Linked DNA regions of Sus scrofa: regions 2 and 3 are each linked to region 1. A link is a contact called in public Hi-C and promoter capture Hi-C data. All regions are on one chromosome and are shown on one strand. The core of a region is the stretch at or near the end of the contact, and the rest is flanking DNA. Distances in the headings are between cores, read along the strand shown. Region 1 holds the start of MTAP (S-methyl-5'-thioadenosine phosphorylase). Region 2 has its middle 30 kb from the start of P14ARF. Region 3 holds the start of CDKN2B (cyclin dependent kinase inhibitor 2B).

Evidence for each region. Promoter capture Hi-C pulls out the DNA fragments that hold promoters and counts their contacts. Hi-C and Micro-C count contacts between places; a contact is called where the count stands out from the background.
Region 2: a contact with region 1 is called in a Hi-C map of undifferentiated spermatogonia, with 2.3 times the contacts expected there. The contact joins the enhancer-like site here to the promoter of MTAP in region 1. A contact is called at or near these places in 2 of 47 Hi-C or Micro-C datasets (embryonic fibroblasts and undifferentiated spermatogonia) and 2 of 2 datasets of contacts at active chromatin or transcription factors (alveolar macrophages and skeletal muscle).
Region 3: a promoter capture Hi-C map of liver shows a contact between it and region 1, with 3 times the contacts expected there. The contact joins the promoter of CDKN2B here to the promoter of MTAP in region 1. A contact is called at or near these places in 1 of 5 promoter capture datasets (liver), 16 of 47 Hi-C or Micro-C datasets (adipocytes, adipose tissue, embryonic fibroblasts and 9 more) and 2 of 2 datasets of contacts at active chromatin or transcription factors (alveolar macrophages and skeletal muscle).

What each region holds. Positions count from the first base shown.
Region 1 is chr1:200,932,941-200,935,640 of Sscrofa11.1, forward strand. It overlaps MTAP (S-methyl-5'-thioadenosine phosphorylase), which reads right to left and starts at 1,449. Exons shown (of 8, transcript XM_003121879.4): 1 at 1,034-1,449. The coding sequence starts at 1,306.
Region 2 is chr1:200,802,901-200,805,600 of Sscrofa11.1, forward strand. No RefSeq gene overlaps it. Among named protein-coding and RNA genes, the nearest start is that of P14ARF, 30 kb to the left of the region's middle. Within about 2 kb of position 1,366, at least 8 of the 83 cell types and tissues checked have an H3K27ac peak or open chromatin away from gene starts, as enhancers often do. A contact at or near this core is called in undifferentiated spermatogonia, where this site is marked.
Region 3 is chr1:200,760,024-200,762,723 of Sscrofa11.1, forward strand. CDKN2B (cyclin dependent kinase inhibitor 2B) reads left to right here and starts at 1,305. Exons shown (of 2, transcript NM_214124.1): 1 at 1,305-1,467. The coding sequence starts at 1,333.

The DNA.
Region 1 (2,700 bases), core at 199-2,698:
CTACTAATCACCACTGGCTGACCACACCCTGACCACAGATTTCCTTCTCTAGGGAGACCTGAATACAGATGCGGCAGAATCAAGAGAAGTATGTGAAGGCGATGGACCTTCCTAGCCCATCGGCCAAGAATTTCTAAAGCCAAACAAGTTAACTGAGTACTTAACCAATGATAAACAGCCAAGAAGAGACCTTAAGTTTTATTATCAATTTATGTTTGTGTACTGTAATTCTCTCTCTTCCCAAGGCACCAACCTGGAAGAAGTGTTTAAAAGCCCCAGGAAAACTCGCTGCAATCTTCGGAACTCGCGCCCTCCGCCGGCAAAGCTCCCTCCACACAATGATCCCTTACACGGAGATCTCAGAGCCGAGGCACAAGGAAACTGATCTCTAACTTTCAAGGTTGCCAACAAAGCAATTCAAAGCCAGGGCCCTCCCAACAGGGAGTGGCCCAGTACCAGTACTTCCGTACTCTCTTTTCAGTATCGTAAAAAAGTATCAGAGTCCCCATAGCATTGCACAGCGGGGTGGGAGGTGGAAGTCGTGGGGACTTCTGAACTGAGGTCTACGTTTAGAAGAAGAAGGGAAAAAAAAAAAAAAAAAAAAAAAGCCGGAAGCTTACAAAAGAGCAAGCACGCAGCTCTCCCACGTGGGCTTCGGGCAAAGGGCCAGGTTAGAGCGGAAGTGTTGAGCCTGGGCAGGGCACCAGGAAGTCCCGGCAGTTGCAGGCACTCACCCACCTGGCACACCCGCAAGCCTTAGGCAGACAAATCTGCCCGAAAAGGAGTGGTGTTTGGGCGGGGATGGACGCAGTGCCCGCCTGCTGCCCCTCTTGGAAGGGGCTGCCCACGCCCTGCGCGCTGTGGGTGCAGAGATCAAAGGTTGGGGGACGCCTTTGCAATTATTTCCTCTCCCCGGCTCCCCGCCCCTGGGTTAACGGGCCCCAGAACCTCCCCGCCGCGGCGGGGGCGCACGGTTTACAGGCACGGTTACCCAGGATGGGAGGACTCCAGCCCCTGGGCCGGCTAATCTCACCTTCACGGCTGCAGCAGCGGCACTTAAGGCCATGTCTGTGCGAGGAAGAAGCAGTAGCCTTGCGGGGATTGCAGGAGCGGAGCGGGTTCCGGAGCTCAGCGCGGGACTGAGCAGCGAGGGCCCGGGGGCGGCTCTGGCTCCTCCTCTTCCTTCCCGGGACAGCTGGATTGGCTGCTGATGTGGGCTCTCCCCCGCCACCCCCCTCCTCATTTGGAGATTCCCGCGTCCAGCCCCTTTTGCAGACCTTTCCGGTTTTCCGTTGTTTTTTTCCATCCCCAATTTTAACTAATAGGCTCATGATAGTGATAATAATGGAGACCTCTTACTGAGCGCTCATGCTGTCCAGACACTGCGCTTTGCACTTTAATCAGCGCCGTTAACTTTCACAAGAACCCTACAAGTAGCACTCCCGGCTCCGTGTAGTATCAGCTGCCTGCTAATCTCTATAAAACCAGGCCCATCTGCATTCCACGAGTTCTGCAGGAAAGAAAAACCGTGGAGGGGAGGGAACAGGCTGTTTCTGAATATCACCTCCAGTTGCTAACGCGGGGCAGGGTGCAGTTGGCTCTTACCACCGGGACCCAAGTGGGTGTTTGCTCCTTTCCCTTAATTTGTAGGGGATAGAGCAGGGGTGGGCTTGACCCAAGACTTAGGGATGACGAAAAGAAACAGAGTCAGTGCTACTTACTGGGTAACCTTTTCGACCTACAAACTCTTTGAGGGGAGGCTTTTAAGGGGATGAAACCTTCCAAACTCCCAACCTGGTCCACAGCACCAGGGCTATACTTAACCTTCCCCACCCTGGGCAAAGTCCAGTATACCTACGTTCAGAATCCAGACTCAGGTCTTCATCACTGATCACTGGGTGGTCAACCCCCGCCCCAGGACCCACACACCTTACACTGACCCTCCACTGGCGTAATCCCTTACTCTCAGAACTCCCTGGATGGATTAAATTCTACTAAGCAAAATGCTGAGTGACAGTAGTGTACTGAGATACGGAAATATTGCAAATTACTCTGGGAATGGGAAGGTGGCTGTGAAGGAATGGACTTTCCTCTTTCCCTGGAGCAGCAAAACACTGAAACAAGACACAAGTATGTTTTCATTTAAAACATCACTGTTTGGGTGCGGCACGATGTACTGTTTCCTTAAGCAAAGACTTTGATTATTCTAGATTTAAATTTTCTTGCAACGTAAAGTTTTTTTTTTCTATTTCTTTTAAGCTATAAAATGAAATGGAGAAGAATTAAAGAAGAAGATTGGAAAGAGCAGGAGGCTGGGGATTCTTCATGAATGTAGTTTCTGAGAAACCTGACTGCTGATGGCCTTATTTTTGAGAGCCCACCACCGGGGGGTGAGGGGGGGAAACAATAGCAGGGACACAGATGCCTTGGGTGTTATGGCTGCTTCACAATTAGAGGATCTTGACCAAGTTATGTGCTTTGATGTGACCAGCAAGTCCAGTTTCTACTCAATACCACTTCCCTGCCAAAAGTTAGACTCTGTAAATTAGCTAAATCTTTAAGCATTAGAAGATCCTTTAGACAGGAAAGGGGTTGGAAACATACAAGGGTTAAAAACAAAATTCAACTGAGTAAATGTGAATGTCTGATAGGCTTTATTAGGCACGTCCTGAATCTAGTTGCTAGCATACCAGCTAGCAA
Region 2 (2,700 bases), core at 116-2,615, 130 kb before region 1:
CTTAGGATTCACTTGGATTCTATAAACCGTCAGCTATTTTCCAGAGTTCCCACAAAATCAATTATTAATTTTTTAAAATCTCACTGGTTTATGAAACCTTGAAAAAATTACATTTGATCGCCTTTCTCAGTGACAGGTTTTACATTCTAATTTATCACTTGGACCCTAAGCTTGTTTTGTTTTATTATTTTTCAAATGATTTTTATTTTTTCCATTATAGCTGTTTTACAGTGTTCTGTCAATTTTCTGCTGTACATCAAAGTGACCCAGACACACATACACATATACGTTCTTTTTCCCATATTATCCTCAACAAAGTCAATTCTGACACCTATCTTCTTAGTGTTTGCGTGTAGGGATGGGCCCTTGTAGCTTCCTATTCTGCCATTTCCACTATCCTTTGTTTTGTTTTGCTGTCGAACAGAATGGCTGGCGAAATGCCTCTGATGTGTTAAGTTCCTTCCTGCATCTATCCCCAATGACTGGGAACCAGTCCTCCATAGCCCACCTTCCTACTCTCTGAGTTACCTGTCCCCTCTGGTTCTGTGAATCCCCCTCTGGTTCTAACTCCCCTCCAAATATTCCCCACTACCCCCTTTGCACTTTTAGCATTCTAAGATCTTTTTCGCACTCTAAGATCTTTTTCGCACGCTAAGAGCTGGCTCTTCTCCTTTCTTCAACTCTCTCTCCCTCCACCCTCCTTCCTCCTCCTCCCCCCCTTCCTTCTTCCTCCTCGTCCCCACCACGTCTCTTTCTCTCTCCTCCTTCAGAGATTCAGAGCTACTTCACAGTCATTCCCCTGCCGCTTGCCCCAGACTACGCGCCCTGAACCTGGGCAAGGGAGGCGGGAGGGGTGGAACAGGCAGTCACTTGAAGACCCTAGGGCCTCCCGCCCGGATTAGTTTGTTTTGGGCTGTTGCAGAACAGGGCGTGCACGTGCGCATCTCAGGAACCCGCAGAGCGCGGGCCCCGCCCCCGCCGCCGCCGCCGCCGCCGCCGCCGCCGCCAGGATGTGGATGTGAAATGCGCGACTGCGCCCGGGCCCCTTGCGCGGGCCGAGAAACTGGAGAGGGGTGTTCTCTGTTTAAAAAAAAAAAAAAAAAAAAACCCCAAAAAAACAAAAAACAAAAACCAGAAACGAGCTAGCGAGAAAGAAGGAAGAGGAGAGAAAGGATGAGAAATTATAACCAAGGTTATAGGGGCCCAGAAGCTGGAAGGAAGGCTTCGGGACCTCCGCTCGGCTCTGAGGCCGGAGGAGGGGCTTTTCCGTAATAACGGACGAAACTTTGGAGCCAGCCAGCCGTTAAGGAAAGCAAAAAAAGGTACTGTTGGACTGAGGCACATTCCAGCTTCAGTGGGGAGCGCCCCGAGCGCGGCGAGCTGGGAACCCGAGGCCCGGAGAAGAGCCTTAAGATTCGGGCCTCCTCTACCAGGTGACCGCGTCTCCCAGCTGCCCGGGCAGCGCCGGCGCGAAGGGCGGCCGGCGCCTGCTGCCAGATCTCACGTACTCGATTTAAGCAATAATGTTCAAGCTATAAGCAGACTTACATATTTTTAAATGAATGTTATTATTCCCTTTTTTCTATTTGAACTTTTCTTGGAGTGAATTTCTTACAATAATTTAGTCGTTTTCTGACTTGTCTCAGTTGTCTTTTCCTTAAATAGCTGACTTAATTATTGGCTGTTACCACGGGTTCTATCTGTAGACGGCTTGGTCTTAAAGAATTGTTTCCCCTGAGGGGTCGCAGCCAAGGAACAAGGCTTTCTATGGACCCCTCTCTGAAATTATTTACGTTATCCCCTGTGTTTACTAATATTTTTAAGGTATTTCGGAGCAAATTGAGAATAATATTCTCTAACCTCTGTCTCTGTTCAGGTGGATAATGTAGCTGTCCCAGATTCTGTTTGCACTCCATTTACTATAAAAATATATGTGAGATCTGGGGGAGAATGTGAAGAGTTCTGCCTCCGTAAGTAATTTTCTTTTCTTTGATTCACTCAAGAAATATTCAGCACCTCTTGTATGCCACGCAGTGTGCTACGCAATAAGAGTACAGGACTCACCGTCTCTAAGGAAAGATAAAACAAGACAGAAAGTACTGGTGGTGGTCGTAAATCTTTCAGTGTTCTGTTCTAAAGCTACCTTCTTAGGAAATCTTTCCCTTTATACAAAGACAAATGTCTTAACATACTGAAACCACACTTGTTTTCCTACCAAGCCAAACACCCTTAATTTGGTAAAGATTGTCAAAAAGATTTTATAATAAATAAAACAACGAATCAACATGTAAACTCTACCTAGAAGCTACTGGTAGTATTTTTTCTTTATTGGAACTGAGGAGGGAGAGAGAAAGAGAAATCGTGCTCCCCTCATTATGAATCATGTAATGAAATGACTTTTGTTGTTGTTAACTCAGATGAGAAAGCTCTTGTTACACATAAAATTTGAAGTTAGCAATCCATGAGGCAAATCTCAGGATTCTTCTACCTGCCAACTTCTAAATCACCATTAGTTGGCATATAATTTTAAAGCTGCTTTAACATGTAAACCGTTTTTTATTAGTTGCCATACTTTCAAGCCTTATATAGGAATAGTAAGACAAAACAGATTTGGCCTTAGAAATTAAGGAGTCTGTCTTTGTAGGGGGGAAGGGGAAACTAGTTTGCACAAAGCTGAATAATGAGATAATGTGTTTTCCT
Region 3 (2,700 bases), core at 55-2,554, 170 kb before region 1:
TGGCCTTTAAATCTTCAGAAGTGGATTTAATGACAGGTTCAGCCTGTTTAATGACAGGCCCAGTACCACACCCCTGTTTTATTATGTTTCATTATTACTGCATAATTTCTTTTATTACTCATGATAAATGTAAATCGAATACTTGCTGAGGTGGGTTTAAATAGGTAAGAGTGCAAACAAAAATAGGCCGTTCAAATATCATGAAACTGGGATCTCAGATTATTAAAATATATATTTATATTTTTTAAGTCTGATGTGTACCAGGTTGCAACTCTCAATCTCAAACTAGCTGGGGGCGGGGGTGTGTGTGTAAGGATTGTATACTTAATTTGAAGATGAAAATAATAAAAAGCACATTCAAAACAAGAATCTCAGGTCACTGAGACTGATTTTTGGCTGATTCAAATAGAAAGATTCCCCCCCACCCCCCAACAGATTACTATAGTTGATTCAAGATATGAAGCTAGTAAAGTTCAAGTTTCTGCCTGAGGATGACTTTAACCTGCATGACAGGTGAGAGTTGTCACTTTTAGACATCTAAAGAGAGATGATTTTATTTTAATAAATGCCTTTTTCTCAGCCTTTTGATTATACAGGGAGCTACTAAAGTCTCCAAATGAAACCAGCTAGTCCATGGCTGAAGGAATAGAAATCTTTTGCTCCGCCTGCTGGAGGGAGATTATTAGAAGCTGAGTGCATTGGTTCAGCCTTTCCAAAAAGCTTAGCCTAGGATTGCTGGACACGCCGCTACGAGTTGCACAGAGGGCTCTGATCTGCGGTGCCTGGCGCATGCGTCCCAGCACGGTCCGGCTCAGGCCCCACGCCCCTACCCTTGTCTTCCTGCAGCCTGCCAGGCCTCCCAGCCAGCGCAGTGGGACTTGGTCGCGCCAGCCGGATGGACAGGGGGCGGAGCCTAAGGAGGTGGGGAGAGCCCAGCCCCGCAGCCCCAGCTGGGAACCGTTTCAGCTCCAGCCCTCTCCACTCCGCCAGACTGAAGCTCGGCGGAGAGGACTTTACAACGCGCCCGCACTCTGAGGACAGAGCCGATTCGCGGGAGGTTGCGGCTGCGCGAGGCGCCTTTTCCTGGGCGCCACCGGGAAAAGCCCCACTTAACTACAGGCCACTCAGCCATTGTACGCCTTCCCTCCCCCCTCCCTCCTCAGCTCGCGGAAAGGGAACTGAAGCTTAGTTGAGCTCTTCCCGAGTGGGGAGAGCGGGCTAGAGAGAGGTGGGAAGAAAGCAGGAAGGGTGTTGCGAAGCTCACGGCGAGCGGAGGATTATCGGGGACAGTTTGCGTCTGGGGGCTGCAAAGTGAGCGAGGAGGACAAGGGCATGCTCAGTGGCGGCGGTGGAGATGCGGGCCTGGCCAACGCCGCGGCTCGGGGGCAAGTGGAGACCGTGCGTCAACTTCTGGAAGCCGGTGCGGATCCCAATGGACTCAACCACTTCGGGAGGCGCCCGATCCAGGTAGCTGGGGCTCTCGGACCTCGCCGACAGGGGGCGCACGACAGGTCCCTCCGTGGAATGCGGCTGGGACTGAGATCTCCCAGGCGGTGTGTCTCTCGCTGGAGTGTGGAGCTTAGGTGTAAAGCAGGTTTTCACCATCCAAAAAATTCTAAAGAAAGGGATTGGGAAACCCACTACTTCAATTTGGTTTTCTTTTAAATGGGAGGAAAAAGGACCAATATTTTCTCTCCCGTCGGAGATGCAAGGGATAGATTCAGTTGGGGAAGAAAGTGGGAAAGGAGAGGTTATTTGGCAAGAACTATTTGTCTTATGTTTGTCTTTCACCAAACAGCGCTCAACTTTCAATGACAGAGGTAATTAAATTACAAGTTACGCAATTTTGATTGGATTTAAGGAATCATACAAAATCATCATACATGAAAAAAATCACCCTGAACACTGTAATTTTTAAGCTATGATATGAATTTTTTTATTATTTCCTCATACAGGCGAATTGAATACAAAGAAATGACAGGATTCTTCAACTGCAGTACTTAATTCCTTCTTGTTAGCAGTATCTCTTGAGTGTTACATTAGACAAACTATATGTCTATCGATTTTTATTATCGTAATGAATGCTTGGATTACATAAGCTTCCCTGAAACTTTTAAATGGCAAAGGCCTCTTCATCGTTAATATTCATTTACTCAGTATGTTTAATTATTAATCCCGCTTTAGTGCTGATTTTTTTTATTTCTTTAAAATCTAAGGTAATGTTTTGTGCTTTACTGTTAACTATGATGGTCATATTTAGTATTTACCTCACTCACCTTCCAGAACCAAGCCATTATTAAGAAATCTTGTTAATTGTGTAGCTTTTAAAGAAAGTGTGTTTGTTCATTTTGAATTCATAGAAAGTGTTAAAGAAAATGAGGGACGGGTTAAAACAGCAAAAAATATTTAAAGTAGTTCTTAAAGACTTCAAATTATATTAGTAATTGTAAAAAGAGGTGTCTTTGTCATTTTAATTCACCATATTCTGGGATATTAAGAACCACTTTTCCCCCCTTCTCTATAGCTGAAATGCTCTTTACATCATGAGTAGAAATGATATAATTTTTAAAGGGAAGACATGGATATTTTTAATATTCATGAAACAAACAAAAATAACATTCCTTGGTACATTTTCAAACAAACTCATAAGAACAAACAACTCCATTTGAATATCAAAAATTGTTTATTGTTAAAATAAAT